Regions from separate parts of the Gossypium hirsutum genome. Here all the other regions are linked to region 2. A link is a contact called in public Hi-C data. All regions are on one chromosome and are shown on one strand. Each heading gives the region's core, a stretch centred on a gene start, on an enhancer-like site or on the middle of the called end of the contact. The rest is flanking DNA. Distances are from core to core; before and after follow the strand shown. Region 1 has its middle 31 kb from the start of LOC121214181. Region 2 has its middle 27 kb from the start of LOC121214167. Region 3 holds the start of LOC107921257 (homeobox-leucine zipper protein HOX3).

Region 1 (3,818 bases), core at 209-2,708, 280 kb after region 2:
CACTCCACTTTCCATGTCTCACAGCTGAAAAGACACATTGGCACAGCTACCAATTCCCCTAGTTTACCTCCTGTAGGCCTAGATGGTTCACTGTTGAAGGAACCAGTGAGGATTCTTGAAAGGAGAATGATAAAGAAAGAGAACCATGCCATCACTAAGGTGTTAGTAGAATGAGCAGACACTTTTCTAGAAGATTCAACTGGGAAACTTGGATAAACTTCTAGCAGCAATATCCTACTTTTGATCCTTGAGGACAAGGACCTGCTTGAGGATAGGGGTATTTGTTATGGTATAAAAAGGTAGCAGGGATTCAATATACAATTATGGGATGGGCGTGGGGATAATTACCTTTTAATTTTTAATTATGTAGCTTAAATTTCTTGTAACAACAATGCTTTTTGTGGTTGTTATAGTTAATGAATACGTTACATTTTGGGGAGGAGGATTCAGTTTAGTGAAATGAGGCGTTTTGCCTCAATGATAATAGGTGCTAGTTGTCATAGCCGTTATTTCTCCTTTTTAGCACCAACTAGTGTTGATGGTTGGTTAAGAAAATTCAGTACCATTTCCTCAATCTATTTTCTTTTCCCTCAACCTCTATTCTCTTTTCTCTACCCTATTTTGTGAATATTCTTCTTCTCTTCTGCATCACTCTCATAGTGGCCGGTATACACAACCACCCTTGATCCTTTTAAAAAATATTTTATTATTCCAAATAAAACAAAAACTTTTTCAATTTTTTTTTCATATTCGAATTTCTCTATATCCTTTAAAAAATTTGAAAATCCTTTTCGATTTTTAGGTTAAGGCATTCTCCATCTTATTTCTTTTCTAAACATATTTTCTTTCAAATAAAAAAAATAAAGAAATGGAGAAAGGAAAAACAAAAAGGAACAAAACAAAATAGAACCAAAGAGATCCAGATTTCCTCCTTCAACATGCATGCAACGATCTAAATAAGTTGGAGAAGAAAATGGAAAGAATGGGAAAAAGAGAGAGAGGAAACGACAGTCGCCTTCAAAAATCTCTCTTTTTTTTTTGTTGTTCTCTCTGGTGTTCTTTATTATTTTTTTTATAACTTTTGTCTATTATCGACTCGCTCTACGATTATCCTCCTTTTCATTCTTTTTCATTATGGTCTACTAATACCAATTGACCCCATCCATTTCTCTTGTTTTTACAGGATTCTTATACTAATTCATAATCTCCTTTGGTCTCTTAATGATGCATGATTGTTCAAATTAATCTCATTTTTTATTTGCGGTTCTGTTATTGTGTTGTTGTAACTGCTTTGGTTGATAATAGTTTGCTGATTCGTGAATGTGAATGGGAATGGTTGAAAAGAAAATTATACTCGTGTGCGTGTGTTCACACCGATGTTCGTTGGTGTTCACACTGGTGGCTCCTGTGGTGGTGGCGCGGTGGCTAGGGGTCAGAAACCTTAGCTACCAATTGAAAGATGAATATGCAATGGGCTTGGGCTTAAAAACAATTGGACTGGCAAATATAACTTCGACTCATTTTTTGTAAAATAGAAATAGGCTGCAAATTAAAACGGGCTCAAAATTAAAACAAAGATAAATTGGGCGGCAAGCTTAATTAGGCTCTAAATTAAAAAGTATATATATATATATATTAAAGCACTAAATATTACTTTCCACACTCGACCGGATCCTGAATCAATTTCAAGTATGCATTCAAGTAATTAAATTTCCATACAACCTCAACCAATCACATAAATAAGCTAAATGCATGCACTTTAAACATACTATATACATTTAGAAATTGCACAACATAATTAAAATTTGAATCTAAACTATTATTATCAAAATTCAACATTGTCTTGAAACAAACAGTTCCATGTCTTGAGACGAGTCTTCTTTTGATTTTAGCATTTAGTATTTTTATCTTGATGTGGTTATATATTGAGACTTTAGAATTTATGTTCGGAGATTATATCTTTTATGTCTCAAGATAAGTTTCGAGATGAGAGGTCTTTTTAGTTTAGCTTCTATATTTAACTGTCTCAACAAATTAAAAAAAAAGGCATTATTAAAAAGCTTATTTGGTTTCTTTTCAAAAAAGCATTTAGTTTTTAACATTTAATTTTAGCTTTTGAAATAGAAAAGGAGAACTCCATGAAAAAAAAGAGTTGATTTGAGCTTTAAGAAGGTAATTTTATTTAAAAACTATATATTTTAATTTTTAAATAAATTTTATTTTATTTTAAATAAATTTCAATTTATTATTTTATTTAAGAAAACAACCATAAGTGATATTAACGTCACTCCATACTAAAATTTCAAAGAACTAAAATAAATGAAATTAGAAATAAAAATATAATTTCATTATAATTGAAGCCAAATTTAAATAAATCTAACTTATTTCAATTACAAATCTTTAAAATTTTAAGGGAGAATGGTAAGAAAGAGCCTTGTACTTTAGAGTTTGTTATAACGTGTCCCTTTAAACTTTCAAAAAGCCTAAGCCGATGTACTTTATTTAGGTTTAGTAAAATAGTTCTAAACCCTTCTCTTTTTTTTAAAAAAAAAACAGTTCCAAACCCTAATTGCCTAAGAATTTATGTTGACATCGCATGCGGTCCAATCAGGACACCTTAGACCAGGTAAGTGAAGCTATAGTTAGGAGTGTTTAAATTTTAGTTAAAAGCGAATTAATCAACTGGACGGATCTCATTCGGTTAATCAGTTTATAAGTTGATCTAAATTGGTCGGAGGTCAGTTAATGATTTTTTTGAAGTTCAATTATCGGTTAATTCAGTTCAAAATCAAGTAATTAATCGAATTAACCAAAGTTAATAATTAATAATACAAATTATATGTAGTTTTAATTATGTTAATTCATTCAAATGAACATTATCAATTTATTTTTTTATATGTTTTATACTTGTTTTAACAAAAAAAATATAAATTTGGTTAATTCGGTTAACTAACCGAATTAACCGAAATATTTACGTTTAGTTAATTTTTTTTGAAAAAATTTCGGGTCGGTTAACCGAACATTTAACTGTTTGAACACCCCTAGCTATTGTGAGCATCTTTTTTATTTTCCAAAGAAACATTTTTTACCTAAATTTTAAAAAATTTTAAAAGTATATATTTTATTATAAATTAAGTAAAAATATATTTTTAAAAAATAAAATTATATAAAATTATTTTTAAATATATATTTAAAAATATATATTTCTTTCCCAAATTATAGTAATTGATTTTTTCCCTTATTTTTTAGTCTTCTCTTTTATTTAATATTTTCCATCCACATATTTTCTTTTTCTTTTTTTTTTAAATCAAATGAAAGCATAAAAAAATATACTCATTAACCAAAAAAAACTCAAAAAAATCATTTACCACAAAAAATTCATTAACAAGAAATTTAAAAAACTTCCATTAACCCATAAATTAAATCCAGAAAAATCATCATTAACTTAAAATTTTAATTTATCTCTCTCTTCAACAAGAAGAAAATCCCTATAAGATCATTAACCCAAAAATTAAAGTTCCTTATATTTTTGTCACTATTTATCTTTTTTTTTCTAATAGAAAAGAAAACCTAGAACATGTAAGTGTCATAGGCAGCAGATTTAAGTCCGTGACAAATGCACACAAAATATCCCATGGAGTTCAATTGATTAAATGGGTCTCATTTGACTCACTTGAACTGGCCCAATTCGTGGAACACATAGAAAAACCCATGTACTTGAAGCTTTGGTGGGCTAGTGAAACACTCTAATAAAATTAGTGTTACCAAGGTAATTATTGTAAATCCTAAAGGATAAAGATGTATAGAGTTTAAATCCC
Region 2 (4,018 bases), core at 1,279-3,778:
TTGACATGCATGGAGCCTACCTAAGACGTCACTTCCATAAACCGTAACCATGTCATATAAATATCTAATTCTCCTCACCAAGAGGATACATAGAAAAATACTCAACATATAGTTACAACCGTTAAGACTTTTTGTCTCTTTTTTTTCCTCAAATTTTATCTTCATCTTATTTTTCAAAAATTGCTTCCAATTTATGACACTCTTCACCAACATCCCATCACTGGTAGCAGTTGTAAAACCCCCTCAAAAAAAAGTCAATTATAAGCGAAAGAAATTGCTGGTACTTTTCTTACTAAAGAACTTTAACAGTTTTTTGCTTTGTAGGTTCAATTTTTTTAATGAATCAAAGGCTATATAGTTAAAAAAAAAGAATCTATTTTTTTTATGATCAAAAGAGAGCATGCAAACCCCTCTCTATAATTTTATCACCGATTCTGGAAAAAGCGAAAGAGATTGTTGAATTTTTTTGAAGAAATTGAACAGACTATTGTTTTGCGAGTTTGAAAAAAAGGGATTAATGGCCCTACCCAATAAGCCATTCAGTTTCAATAAATAGATTGAATGAGATCAAATCTAAAAATAACCCAAATTTGATTGACCCAGCCCATAAAGCTTTCTTATGTAAGGATCTGTGCAATGTCAAGAAAAAATACATCATAGGCTTCCCCAATTGCACAAATTTTGGGTTGCTCTAATCTATCAAGCCACTATTTACATCTATTATTCTGCCTACTACCACATCTCAAAATGTGGGTCAGCCATTTGTCCTTTTATTTGAACCATATTGTTAATTGGACCTCATGCTAAAAGGTTTCCATTTAGACCTTTTTTAACCATTTTCTCTCCTATACATTACTAGCATCAAATAATTAAATTAAACAAAAGTTCGAAGAAAGGCACAAATTTGAGAAATGTAAGGCAATGAATAGGAATGAAAAAGAAAACGAAACTGTCGAGTTTTAACCTGTTTCTATGTCATAAGGGTAGGTGTTTTTTTCTTTCTTCTCAAAATTAGATTTCAAGGTGGAGATTGAGAAACTTTTTTTGTCTAGGCTCGATATATTTATTAAAATGACTTATTTTAATTTTATAATTAAAATTAATTTTTTTACTATTAATTTTATAAGAACATAGAACTTATATTTTAATTTTATAAATATTTTTATAACAATTTCTTAATTCTATAAAACTTTAGAATATATTTATATTCAGTTTTTTAAATCAATATAGTATAACATTTTTGTAAAATTTCAAGGTGGAATAAGTACTACAGCTGAGTGCTAAAAATTTGGTCATAGGAATTGTTTCATCCCACTCCATTGCCATCTAATAAGAGTAAGACAGTAATTTCAATTGCCCAAAACTTAGGCCCAAATATAAGCTTGAACCATTTTTGCAGCCCCATGTCCATGGGCTCAATTTTGACCGTCCTTACGTGGTGTCTTGATAGTTAATAATTTGTAAGCTCTTTTAATGCAATTACCTTTTTTTTTTTTAAACTTGAAATGGCAATTCCTTTAACTTTAACACATTACCAGGTAGTTTTGAATGAAGGAATAAAAGGATCTTATCCAGTTGTGGACATAAACTAGTGTTCCAACCACATGGACTGGCTGACTTTGTGAACCTATTCTAAAAAAAAGTGTTTCCCCACCGATGAATCATGTTTCATCAAAGTGGTCCAGCTTTGAGTTTGAAAGCACACACACAAAAAAAAAGAGACCCACACTTAGCTTTATCAAAGATAGTAGATGTAGCCGTTTGTGTGCGTTTGAACCAAGTTGAGCAGAAAAGGGTGATGGGGAAGAAAAAAGAGAAAGAAGAGTGCAAAAAAGAAAGGACAAGGGCATGGGTTACTTGAGAAGATGCGTCCCAAAAGATTGATATTAAAAATGTGAAATGTGATGGGTTGGTATGCCAAAAGGAAGGATTGGGGCACTTTTTCATTTCTCAAAAGTCTAATCCCTGGAATGGTCCCTGGTGCGACTCATGTCCGTGGTTCACCCTACATCTACCATCTCTCCCTCTCTGATGTCTTTATTACCTTTTTGTTGCCTTCTATTCATTCCCGTCCGAGCCACGGCTTAATTGCCCCCGCTTCTCCTATTCCCACTTTCTCCACTACTTTATTCATCAATGCATGGGCTAAGTCAGAGATAATAATATAAATTAAATTGCTGATTTTTACGAGGGACTCAAAACATAAATTCACCATTTTATCCAAGGACCAAACCCCTACCCCCTTGGAGTCACTGATTCATCAATGGGAGCAAACAAACTTTGCATCAACGCCACTATCAAGAGCAATAACAATAATATATCATATAAAATGGAGAAAGGGTAGTAATTGGAGCCGTTGAAGGGTTAAAATATGATTCAATAAACTGGATTTATGAATATTTTGGAATAATTGTTTTCTTTTGGGTATTATGTTTGCTTAAATCTTGATAACTCTGGTATGGCGTATATATTGGCCCCATCGTATGCTGTAGAATGAAGCCACGCACACGAGGACAGCACCACATGTTTCATAACCACCTAATAATGCATTTATTTATTTTTTTTATAATTATATGATGACGTTTATTTGGTTTGGGGGCTGTCTATTTTATTGGATTCACGTGCATGTGCTGCATATAGACGTGAATTTTTTATTTTTATTTTAGTTGTGTTGTAATACAATTTTGATGTCTTTGAAACTTTTGCAAAATAAAATAGCTTAATTTTGTCAAAGTTTCTTAGATTTGTCTACTCTAAAATAATGTAATAACATCATTAATATAAATTTAATGTCTGAAGATTTCTATGTTCACATGAATGTATTTGCATCAACTCTCATAAATGAGGAAATTTAGCAGGATTTTTAGGATCGCATGCGTATTGTTAGTTGTCGTTATTCAGATAATCACTTTTTTTTAACCATTATCTTATTCATTATCAATATAAGAAAATTTTATTCTAAAAAAATAAATATAATAAAAAATTTTATAAGCAAATTAGGATATTTTCAAATGTTTTTTTATTTAATTTAAAAGATAAAAAATAATAAAATAACGTTCTTAACCTGACTGTGGAATATTTTTATTTCACTCGAAAATAATTACTTTCTAAGCAAATCTAAGTTGAATGGTAATGAGCAAGACTAAAAAAAGAAAGTTAATATTGGAGAAACATAGGAGATGATTATATGGTTCGTTTCTGGAAAATGCTTATAGAATTTAAATTATATATGTATATGTTTTATGAGAATAAATTATATAATTAGGATGATTTTAAAATATATAACTTTTAAGTATTAATAATAAAATGTCGCATTATCAATTTTTAAAAATATACCAGTTTTATTATACAATCATCCATATTTAATATCTTTTCTAACTTAATTTAATTTTAATTAAATTACTTAACAAGTTAAAAATTTTAATAAATTAACAAACATGTTTTCTTTATTATAATTTTTAAATTATTTTAGTTCTCTTTTTAAATTTAATCGTCTTTTATTTCTTTGCTTTCAAATTGTGTTTTATTTGTATGCGGTCAATTTTTTTAATTCTTTTAATTTCAAGGTAGGTAACTTTTCAATTTCAGTTTCAATTTCTTTAATTTTTAATCAAATTTCAGAATTTGATAAAAGGTGGTTATATTTTTTCAAATTTTTATTTTTTTCTATATTTTTAATGGTTGATTTTAGTTTTTTTTTTAAATTTGTGATTGTGGTTTTATCGTTTTTTAATTTTTAATTATTGATTTAATCATTTTAAAATTTTATTTATTTTTTGTTATGTTTTTTCAGCATTTAGTTTCAACATTTTCTCCCTAAATTTTAATTATTTTAATTAAAGCAAAATTAAATTAGAGATGATATTGTATGTGATTGAGTATAGAATAATATTTGTATATCTTTAAAAGTTGATATTGTGAAATTATTTTATTGGTACCTAAAAACTATATATTTTAGGATCATCCTAATATAAGTTATTCTCATATTTTATTTGGTACTTATTCTTTTTTTCTCAAG
Region 3 (3,803 bases), core at 1,222-3,721, 330 kb after region 2:
TAAATGCTAACCATTACATACAGACAAATCAATTATCACTCAAAACAAACTGCAATTCTGATCAAACAAAAGAACATGCATGATTATAATATACCAACCTATCTTTCCCTTCACTCATTTCATTCAATAATGTAATACACGTATGTAATAATTCATCAATGCATGGCTAAGTCCAAAGAATGATGGGTCAAACCACGACTTTATTAGAGAAAAGGGGGATGATGATGATGATGATGATCTGACTACCATTCGGGCCTGAAGCAGACAAGCAATATTTCTTAATTTGCTGCCATCATTGTGATAATACCCATTTCTTCTTCTTCTTCTTTTTTTTAATCCCCCATGCTCTCTATTATCAGCTTATGAAATCAGACCACATCATTAGTTCTTCATAAGTCTGTTGATCTGCTTTTCGGTCGTGTGTCGTTTTTTGTTTCTATAACCTGGTTTTGTGATTATACATGGATGATTGCTTTTGCGTCTATGAAATAATAAGAAAAAGGACTTAATGAAATAGTTCTACATCTATCTATCTACCCGGTTTTATTGCTTACTTTATTTTTATATTCATCTAAATTTTATGCTAATTAAGTTTTGCAATGAGAAAATTATATTGATGAAAATAAGAAACTGCAACTTCCTTTTGCAGCATAAAATCATATGAAATTTTAGGTGAAAGATAAGTGAAGGAAGGCCATAAAGACAACGAATGGCAAAATGTTTGTTTTGCTTATTATGTCATGCATACACGACAAAAAATGATATATAGTATAAATAATAATAATAATAATAGTTATCCTGTAACTTGTTCCAAGTTGTTTGAAGGCCCTAAAAATCTGAATAAATTCATAGAATTTTACGGTGACAACGTGGTGTTGTATATATAGCTTGCTTTTAATTACTCTAATAAAATGTATATCACAGAGTGATAGTGATATATCAACGTCCAAAGACAACCGTTTTGTCAGGGAAATGACAAGAGAACCCCATAAAAATGAATCTAAGCTTTGAGAAACAGGCCTAAGACTGATTAGCATCATAAATTATTATATCTCTAATAACTAAATCTTTGAAACAAAATCTTTTGTTCAAATATTTCTACCTATATTATTAGTGTGAGAAAAATATACCGATGGAATTATTGATTAAGTTTTATTTATTCTGTTATATATATCTACCCTAAGCTACTTTAGTAACACCACCAACGAAATAATGATTCATTGAAAAGGAAAAAAAAAAGAATGAGAATTCATTTAAATGTAAAAAATATATATATTAATTTATGTATATGCATATGTGTATACGTATAGGGTACCTGGCCCTACGGTTCTGGAACCAAACTTCAACCTGCCTTGGCCTAAGCTTCAGCTGCAAAGCCAATGCCCCTTTCTGCTTCTGAAAACACAAAAATCCAAAAAGACATTAAATGAAAGAGATGGTGTGATGAATTTATGAGGTATTTTTTATGTTAAAAGAGGGAAAATGTTAGTTTGGTGTTAATTAATAAGTTTGGAAAGGGTAGGGTACTAGTTTGAAAATTTTACATACAGGGTTTAGGGTATGGTTTAGTCTGAAACTTTCTTCAAGAAGGCGAGACTGTTCTTTTGTAAGACGAAGCTTTTTTCGAGGAGGGGCACCATTATTGCAGCTTTCTTCTTCATCTTCCATGCTTGCTGTGATCCATTCATCTTCTGCTGGTACTTGGTTTATATCCAAATCTCTCACCGTACAACCCCCTTGATCACCTTTAACGTAATATTAAAAAGAAACGAGGTAAATAAATCAAATTTGATGCAAAATCAATCTATTTTCATCACCCATGGGGACGACCATCTTAAAAAGCATAAGAAAGAAAAGAAAAAAAACATTTTTCTGGAAACCATGCATGGAATCCGGGTATAGCATAAGATCAAAGACTGATGATACTAAAAGGGTTGACATATGTGTGTGTGTCTATGTTTATCAGTATTAAGAAGCAAACAATATTTTCGGCTTACCAGAAGAAGGGAAAGAAGGGGAAGAAGCGAAACCAGGAACAGATATCGTCAACTCCAAGTGTGAAGAGCCGGTGGGTAAAACCGCCATGAAAGTTGCAGAAGAACAAAGAAGAGAAAGATAACGATTGATTTTAAGGAGATAAAAGGTAAAGTTTATAAAAAAGATAAAAATAAATAAATAAATAAATAAAAGGGAAACAAAAGGAGACAAATAACAAGCACAAGAATATGAAAAGAAACGAAGGAAGGAGGAAAAAGATGGGGGGATGGTGTGATAGATATAAAAGTCTTAAGTAATAAATAGATACAGTAAATGAATAATAAAAATATTTTAATGAGGAAAAAGGAAAGCAAAATAAAAATATTAAAATTAGCTAGGGTTTTTGACTGTGGTCGTCAAAGTCAAACGCCTGACCCCATCTGATGTGAGACACGTATCATATCAGATAGATATTGGAAAATCTTAGGTGGTGTAGTACAATAAGGGGTATGTTTCGCTGTTTATAAAGTGAGGAGTCTCATTGTTGGGTTCAAAAGTCAGCTTAAAATGATTGGGAGCTTAGACTGGGGAGCCTATTGGTTTGGAGGTGCCCTTCCTATACCCTACACCTCAGCCTCATTACATCTTCATGGTGATGGAGGCATCTGGGCCATTCATTTGGCTGACCTTTTTGGTGATCAATGTATGATTTTAATAATCAGAAAGTGTCAAATGAATAATTATTGCGAGGGCGCAAATTAATGATGTTGGAAGGGTGTACAGAGGAATTGTAACGTATTAGAGCATAAATGCAAAAGGGAGAAGAATGGGGAAACAAATTAAAAGACATTAAATGGGAGAGAGGAAACAAGGGGTAAGGGCTGTGTAAGCCTAGGACTATTTTTGTTTATGTTTTAGGGATCTCTCTCACTCTTCTTTATTGCTTCTACCTTTTTACACCCATACTTAATTGTACAACAATTATTAACTTGTATATTTCCCTCAAAACTTTCCATTTATTTGGTAAGTTTCATCCATTAATTGGAAAAAAACGTTATTCAATGTTTTGTGGAGTTGGTAAGTATAATAACAAATTAAGTAACTATACCATTAATCATCAATTTCTTTCATTACAGTTATTTAAGTATTAAATCTCTAACATCATATCATGTTTCATCTAATTTTTAGTTTCTTTTCATTTTTGTTATCTAAAAATATCTTCTTTTGAGTATTGATTGGAATAAAAGATATATTAAACATTAAAATTAAAAAACTGTTACAAACTAAAATAATGCATTAAAATTTGTCTTTACTCCCTTATCAAAAATTTTATTTTTTCATATTGAAAATTTAAATTTTAAAACATCAAAATCAATTGAATAATGAAAATTTCATAGCCATTGATGGTGTGAGAGGATGTGTTACTACAATATTAAATTAATTAATTAATTAATTTAATCTTCTTCTAAAATTTAAATTTTATTTTATTTTCTCAAATTAAAATCAAAACAAATAACTCATATTTAATAATTGTCTACAAAACTCAAATTTCTTTTGATTATATAATATCGAATCTTCCATGCTAAGCTAAAAGAAAAGAAAAATCATTACAATTAATTAAATTAATTAATTTTATCTTCCAAGCCGAACAAAATCCATAATTATTTTCATCATTTCTTTAATGAATAACAAGCAATTAATTTAATTAATTGCAATCTTTCCTTTTAGCTTAGCATGAAAAATTTGAAATTATATAATAATAAAATTAAGTTTCCTAGACAATTATTAAATATGAATTATTCGAGTTGATTTCCTTAAAGATACTT

The links. A called contact is a pair of places that touch in the nucleus more often than the background predicts.
Region 1: a Hi-C map of leaf shows a contact between it and region 2, with 2.4 times the contacts expected there. The contact joins two enhancer-like sites. A contact is called at or near these places in 7 of 34 Hi-C or Micro-C datasets (fibers, hypocotyl, leaf and 1 more).
Region 3: a Hi-C map of leaf shows a contact between it and region 2, with 1.6 times the contacts expected there. The contact joins the promoter of LOC107921257 here to the enhancer-like site in region 2. A contact is called at or near these places in 3 of 34 Hi-C or Micro-C datasets (callus and leaf).

The regions. Positions count from the first base shown.
Region 1 is chrD01:47,801,636-47,805,453 of Gossypium_hirsutum_v2.1, reverse strand. No RefSeq gene overlaps it. Among protein-coding and RNA genes, the nearest start is that of LOC121214181, 31 kb to the left of the region's middle. Within about 2 kb of position 1,458, at least 2 of the 9 cell types and tissues checked have an H3K27ac peak or open chromatin away from gene starts, as enhancers often do. A contact at or near this core is called in leaf, where this site is marked.
Region 2 is chrD01:48,087,326-48,091,343 of Gossypium_hirsutum_v2.1, reverse strand. No RefSeq gene overlaps it. Among protein-coding and RNA genes, the nearest start is that of LOC121214167, 27 kb to the right of the region's middle. Within about 2 kb of position 2,528, at least 3 of the 9 cell types and tissues checked have an H3K27ac peak or open chromatin away from gene starts, as enhancers often do. A contact at or near this core is called in leaf, where this site is marked.
Region 3 is chrD01:47,760,598-47,764,400 of Gossypium_hirsutum_v2.1, reverse strand. It overlaps LOC107921257 (homeobox-leucine zipper protein HOX3), which reads right to left and starts at 2,471. Exons shown (of 4, transcript XM_016851134.2): 1 at 1,998-2,471; 2 at 1,549-1,745; 3 at 1,316-1,395. The coding sequence starts at 2,085.